Regions from separate parts of the Zea mays genome. Here region 2 is linked to region 1. A link is a contact called in public Hi-C data. All regions are on one chromosome and are shown on one strand. Each heading gives the region's core, a stretch centred on a gene start, on an enhancer-like site or on the middle of the called end of the contact. The rest is flanking DNA. Distances are from core to core; before and after follow the strand shown. Region 1 holds the start of LOC100383351. Region 2 has its middle 38 kb from the start of LOC100272841.

Region 1 (3,663 bases), core at 357-2,856:
AGGGTGCATGCGGTGGCCGGACAGTGATCGTCCTTCATTTTTTTTCTTTTCACTGCACCGAGACCGCCTGTTACGGACAGGGCGAGGCAACTAGTACAGCCTACTTAAGGCCAGCATTTTTCTCGAGCATGACCGAGCGGCGGATTTGGCCGGAACTGTAGGTCGTCCCAGCCTCCCAGGTCAAGGAAGGACAGATGGAGGACTCTGCAATCCCGACCGGCCGTCTCCATCGACCCGTCACCACGACGGGTGCTTGCGCCTTGCGGCTGAGTAACACGCTAACAACATCGGCAGTGCCGTCATGAACCCCCATCTTCAACAGAGGACAACTATAAAGAGGCCCCCTGTATGCAGCACATGGTCGCCGTGCGTTTACCGCAGCTGACGGGTTCCCTTGGATGCTTCCTGCGTACTGTAGACTGATAGGCACAGCAGCCGGTCGAGAAGGTGCGCACGGCATCAATGAGCAGACCCGCGAGCGGTTGGCTAGGACTGCGCCTTTGGTTTGTGGAATCAATGCGGCGTGGGGGCTTGGCTTCCGTGAGCGTTTCATGGCTCAAATCCACTTGCATATACGAGTGCACACACACTACCTCAAGTATAGTGTATAGTGGCTAGCGGAACGAGAACGACCCACCCAACCGAATTAACGCCCAATTATTGGGGCATAACGCGCGGCAATGGCGGTGGTACGGTGTGTAACTGATCCATCAATCGCGATCGGTAATTATATAGATCATTACCTCGTGCTCGTCTCCGGCGGCGGCGGCGGCGGCGGCGGGCTGCGAAGGATGATGGTGCGCGCTCTCCTCGGTCGCCGACGAGAAGTCGGACTCGGACTCGGATTCGGACCGTGACCTCCTGCTGGTCCTCTCGGACGAGTTGTCGCTGGACTCCGACGACGACGACGTCTCCTGCTCCTCGGAGCTAGAGCCGCAGCAAGCGGGCGGGCCCGTCGTCGTCGTCGTCGTCGCCACCGCGGCGTCGGCGACCTCCTCCTCCTCCTCGTCGACGTCTCTCCGCCTCCAGAAGCCGCCGCCGCCCCTGCTGAGGCGGCGCGAGAGGCTCCTGGAGAGGTGGGACAGCTTGCCGGGGCGGCGGCGGCGCCGCAGGGAGGGCGACGACTCGAGGAGGTGCCGCATTGGCGCCGACTCGGCCAGGCGGCGCGGGTAGCAGCGGAAGCCCGCGGCGCTGCACGAGTCGCAGTCCAGCTCCAGGAGGTCCTTGAGCCTCAGCGGCGGCGGGCCAGCCATCGCCGGGTCTCTGTGTTTTTGTCACTCTCTCTCTCACTGTCACTGCACGCGTGTGTGTGTGTGTGCCAACTGTGCTAGGCACCGATCAGCGCTCGCGCGGCTGTGGTTTTTTAAGGGTCGGCACTCGGCACCGCCAGGGGAGGCGCGGCTGCTGGGCAGCTTCCGCCGCGGCGTCGTGGCTGGCCGTGCCCGTGCGGGCGGGCGTAAACAAGTGCGCGAGTTGAAGCTTGTCTTGATCCGGGAGCAGAGCAGGTGCTCGCTCGCTCGGGGCTGCGAATTGCGCGCGTGGGATGCGGGGGACGGAGGGTCAGCGGGGAGCGACCAGGGGAGACAGGGCGTGGCGCCGCGCGCCGTGGGTGAGTGTGAGTGTGAGAGCATTATTCGCGTGATGGCGCGGGTTAAATATGCGAAACGCACGGTGGGATGACGACGAAACCGGCAGTGTGTTCCGCGGTTCATCATCATTTCTTTCGTTTGTATTGCTGCCCCGAGCGCTACACGGGCGGGGGCGATGCTGCGCGCTCTGCCAATCCCTGCTGTGGCTGCTGCTCGTATGCCATACGCCGTGGCATCCACACCGTCCTGAGTGGCAAGTGGCAAATGGAAAAGGTTCTGTGCCTAACTGCATGCGTAGCGTAGGACCAGAATTCATGAATCCATGAGGGCTTGGATGGACCACCAGGCACTGCCGCATGGTGGCGGTGGCTGGTGGCTGCCTTGTACTCGACGAAACTGGACGCTGCCGGTTCGACTTTCGACGGTGGTGGTGGCACGCGCCGATGCACGCGCGCGGCAGCAAACAGCTCGCGGAGGAGTACTTGCTTGGCCCTAGCTAGTAGCTCACACACATCCTAAGTTACCAATGCATAAACGGCACGGCTTTCCGCTTGGTTCTGAGGAATCACGAAACCATCTGCTAAAAAAAAAGTGGAGGAGCGCTGGGGTCCATTCCATTCCATTCCATCCATGATTGCGTCAAGCTGTGCACTGGTCACGTACTAGCAGTGTACGTACTAGCTCCAGCTGCGATGGAAAAAGCCGGCCGCGGGGTCTGGTGGTCTGTGGGGCCTCGCAACGCCGCGCGCACTCTGACTGATTGAGAAGGCAGTGTGTGTGGTTTCTGTTTACGATGGATGGCGAGGATTACAGTAGTTTTTTTTTTACTACTCTAATCAACCATCTCGAACGAATCGCGTTTGACCGCAGGAACCTTCGGCGCGGTTTCCACGGCAGCGAGCTCTGGCGGTGTCGAGAGAATCGATTCGATTCCGCGCGACAGCCAGATTTCACTCCCGTAATAACCTACTAGCTCTAGCTACCGCTACAGGTCAAGCTCCAGCTGACTGCCTCGCGTGTACGGAGAATATCAATACGTACGTACGTACCGACGCGCGTTATTTTATGTCTCTAGATTCGAGTTCCAGCCAGCTGTGCCGGTTTTGATATATGATCTCGGCCTCTGCTCTTGTGTTTCAGCACTGCGCTTTGCTGCCGCTTGGTCCTCTCCTCTCGCTGATTATTATTACTATTAACCCGGGGCCGTCGACTTCGGACGTGTGCTCGATCGGTCTACTGTCTCCAGCCGGCAATTTTCAATCTCGAGCGCGCGCGTGTGTGCAGGTGATCGATCCATTGGCTCCGAGGTCGAGCGCAGAGGCACCAGGGGCCGGGGCGGGGAATAGGATTGTGGCGTGCATGCACGGGCAACGGCAACAGCGACGGCGCCGGCATGGAACCAGAGCGCTTTAAAGGTCGCCACTAGTGGCTGCCTCCCCGCGCGCGGTCCATGGCGACCAATGATCAGTGCCAAGTTATCATCGCATCAACGTTTTTTTTTTTTGCTGTTTCTATGACAGTTCACAGCACCGTTGGATCGCCGTACTGAATGAACTCCACCAAAAAACGGTGAAGGTTATGCGGTTCTGCCTGATTTAAATCAGACGATCGGTCAGATACGTCTGATAAATCCACCAAAAAACGTACGGTGTACTGGGCTTGATGGGCCTTGATAACTGTGTAGGGGCCGGGGAGTGGGTATCGGCCCATCTACCGGAACGGCCGAACTACAAAACGACAGAAAGACAGGTTGAGGAACGGGGGACCAAAGAAAGAGCCTTGGTTTGGTTATCCTCCTGTCCGAGAGTTCGATCTCTTTCCCTCTCTAATCACTGGTATTCCCAGTCTAGATCCCCCTCTTATCGTAGTACACTTGTAGTCTTGTACACGTGAATTGGTGGAGTTCCCTCTTATCGTAGTTTGCACCCACTAGCTATTCTAGTTATATTATAAATGCAATTTACTCTAATACACTTGCATATATATACACGTAACACGGCAACCACTTGGAGATTGGATTTGATTGCTGCAAGCGCGCGAAATGTCACAAGAAATGGCACGAAATAACGAGAGT
Region 2 (3,663 bases), core at 409-2,908, 210 kb after region 1:
CTGAACATTTTTTTTATCTTTCAATCTTTTTGAAGTATTTGTTTTTACCTTTAATTATTGCTTCTTATATATGTATCGTGTTAGAGAATGTTATCGTTAATCTGGAGTTGTGGACATACATCCAGATCATCCAAATTCAAGTCCTCATAAAAAAATGTCAATGCCGCGCCATATAGGCGTGCAGGACGACTTTGTCGGAGGGCAATGTTTCTGACTTTGTGTTGGACGAATTATCAATTATGCGACTTCGTCTGATTAAGAATACGAGACATACCAGATGCAAGCTGACCTGCACGCCCCTCCTTGCTCTCTGACCCATCACCATGCATAGATAGATAGTATATACTTGAAACAACTAGTTGTTAATGATGACGCTGGCAGTGAAGTTTCTTCTTTCAGCCCAGCATCAATCCAACGGTTAATGTTTATTGATAAGTGTAATTGGTAGGGAGCAACCCCGTGTCTCATGCAAACATGCATGGTTACCTTCCTGGGAAACAAGAGGACGACACAATGCATATATACGGTTTCACATGAGCTGCAGATGCTACTGCGTCACACCCGCGCGTCCTCCTTGAGTTAGAAATTTGGGACATATCACTCAAAATTTCGGAAAATTGAAAAGTAGTTGCATCAAAATGAACTAGCCGTCCAATTTTATAAAAATTAAGCGGCATGTATACAATTAATCCTAAAAATTTTGATGCAGAAAATAAATGTCTCTCTTGTCGTTTCGATTTGCTCAAAAGTTTGTCCTTTGGCATTGCCATGAAGATGATGTCATATATAGCAAACCGTTTATGCTGTTCTATCTAGACGACGATCACCAACCCTGAACACATTAACACCTCGCACCACCGACACAGCTGCTTTGCCATGACATTCGGTATTCTATACCAAAAGTTTAGCCCTCAGTAAACGACGTCTATGCCGAGAGTCTTAATTCATCGAGAGTGACACTCGACAACATAATAAAATACATTTGGTAAAGCGCCGAGCACTCAGCAAAGCGTCGAATTTGAGTAGTGTCGTACTGACGACCGGCGTGCGTACGTGTTGGTCTACCACTCGTGTGTAGCTCGCCGATCTGTGAAGCTGACCAGTAACCATGCATTGGATGGACTAGTCTTCGCTCCCAGGCTCCTGGCCAAAACTGACGGAGCTTTCATGTTGTTACCCAAAACCTTCACCTGGTTGCTAATCCACTGGCATGCATGCATGACTCGGCCAACGACCTGAAGATTTGGCGTCCATCCTTTTGACCGTTCCGAACACGAAGTCACGCTTCCAGCCAACGAGCCAGCCACCTAGTTTCTGCACGGATCTCACTGTTTCAGACTTGGTCAGATGTGGCGAGCTTAACAACGCCAAGAGAGTCTTTGTGGCACATATGGATTGAGTTAGTGCAGTGCACACTTTGGTTCTAGGGTACGGCAGTGTTTCAGTGACGGCCTGATGCCTACTTCTCGAGCATGTCAACCATCTAGATAATAAGTAGACGGCGCATTGGTCGTGTTCAACATGTATGAAACTAGGACTAGGAAGCAGTGAAGATACTTGATGTCTCTCTCCTTTCAAAGAAAGAGACTGATTGTATTGGCATCAGTTGCATCCAAGGGAGCAGACTCGAAGACTGGCGCAAAGATTTGCGGCAGGGTACATGGCTTCATAAAGTGGTGACGGACGCTTGTGGTAGGTTGAGAGTCGCTCGTCAGGACACCTGTTGCTACGGGCTCATATTTTTTTCATTGAATAAAACCAAGTTCAACCATGTATTAAATAAATCCAAGGGCTCTCAGAGACCTATTCTTCGGTCCTCCGAATCTTTCAGAGGGCCTCCGAACGTCGCTGGTCCGGAGCTGTCATGACGTATTATTCATAAAACTGTTTTGCTATATACAGTGATTGATCTTTATTACTATAAAGCATTAGCTTTTATCGTCGATGTGCAGGTCATGCGGTTACTCCACGTAATTGGCCGGCACAATCAGCCGAAGCAGCCCACGGCTGCATCTCCCTAATACCATTTTCATGTAATCGTTGTGCTATAACATTTATTGAATAATTTGTGTGACGCGTGAGCATTGTATTAATAGAGGTGTTAATGGCTCGATTGATGGAGATGTAATGAACCGATAATACGCAAAGTAATCATTGCATATTACGTTGAATACGCTATTTAAATCTTTCTTGCAACTCGCAGTGTTATATCTAACTCTCATAACACGAGCAAAAAAAAATACAGCAACACAAAGTGCTAGGAGCGTTGGTCTTCAAAACTATTTTTGGTATATATGACACCTACTCGAGTGTGCGGATGATCAGTTTTTTAGGAACATCTTCGTGACTGCTTGGTGGTCGTCGTCGTCTTCTTCCAAGATGAATGAGTGTCCAAAACCATTTTATTTCATTTTAGTCTCTAAATTGCTAAATACGGTGTTTTAGTTTCCGTATTTAACAATTTAGGGAATAAAATAAGGGACTAAAAATTATTTTCTAAAACCAAACACCCCGGATTATAATCAATGTGATTTGCATGTATATATCAGTTATTATTGTGAATATTAGTATTATATACATACACATACGGTAAATTTGTTGGGTTATTTCTGGATTAAATGAAAATTTCTATCAGAGCTTGCTGGAGCATGTCTGTAGAGAAACTAGACACTGAGAAAAACTGCTGTGAAACGTGTGATACATGCTTCTCTCCACCTCCACCGCGGGAATTGCGCGGACGCAACACCAGCGCGTATGCTTTGCTTCGGTGCGTGATCCAGAAAGTGCAGTCCAACAGACACCAGGGGAGGGGGAGGGGGAGGGGACATGGAGAGTTCGCATACATGATAGTATGATACATACCTCCCTCTTCCGTTGCGCGTTATTTAAAAATAACTTTGATCCTGTGTTCGAGCATTACTGAGGTATCGAGCTGTTATAAAGGAGCGTATAGCATTACAAATGTGATGGATGGTTATTTCTATGTTGAATTTATTCGCCCGGCTATGTAGTCGCAGCTCTTGATAGGTGGAAACCTGAAAAGGTGTGTGTATAAATTTGAAGAGGATGAAAAGCGACAGAAATAAGGTCACGTTTGGAACCCTTAGTGCTAATATTTAGCTAGCTAACTAATTATTAATTGAGTTGAGGATTGTTTGGCTTGAGCTTATGAATACATTCACTTATGTCACTCCTCAAAGAAAGAAATCGTTGTGCTTAAACTAGACTTCGAAAAGGCTTTTGACACTGTAGAGCATGAACTGATTCTTCAGGTTATGATCCACAAAGGTTTTGGTCCTAAGTGGATTAACTGGGTTCGGAGCATTCTTCTTTCTGGCACTTCTTCGGTGTTACTCAATGGCGTCCCTGGTAAATCCTTTCATTGCAAACGAGGTGTTAGACAAGGAGACCCTCTCTCGCCACTGTTGTTTGTCTTGGCGGCCGACCTTCTTCAAAGCATTATTAATAAGGCTAGACATTTGAATCTTCTTAAGCTTCCTCTACCTGATATTGGTGACCAGGATTTCCCTATTGTTCAGTATGCAGATGATACTCTTTTGATTTTGGAGGCCTGTCCAAAGCAATTGTTCTTCCTTAAGGCAATTCTCAATTCATTTGCATCTTCTACTGGCCTAAAAGTTAACTATAACAAATCAAATATGT

Evidence for each region. Hi-C and Micro-C count contacts between places; a contact is called where the count stands out from the background.
Region 2: a contact with region 1 is called in a Hi-C map of leaf, with 4 times the contacts expected there. The contact joins the enhancer-like site here to the promoter of LOC100383351 in region 1. A contact is called at or near these places in 2 of 25 Hi-C or Micro-C datasets (ear and leaf).

What each region holds. Positions count from the first base shown.
Region 1 is chr1:81,710,858-81,714,520 of Zm-B73-REFERENCE-NAM-5.0, reverse strand. LOC100383351 reads right to left here and starts at 1,606. Exons shown (of 3, transcript NM_001176007.2): 1 at 744-1,606. The coding sequence starts at 1,253.
Region 2 is chr1:81,498,791-81,502,453 of Zm-B73-REFERENCE-NAM-5.0, reverse strand. No RefSeq gene overlaps it. Among protein-coding and RNA genes, the nearest start is that of LOC100272841, 38 kb to the right of the region's middle. Within about 2 kb of position 1,658, at least 5 of the 20 cell types and tissues checked have an H3K27ac peak or open chromatin away from gene starts, as enhancers often do. A contact at or near this core is called in leaf, where this site is marked.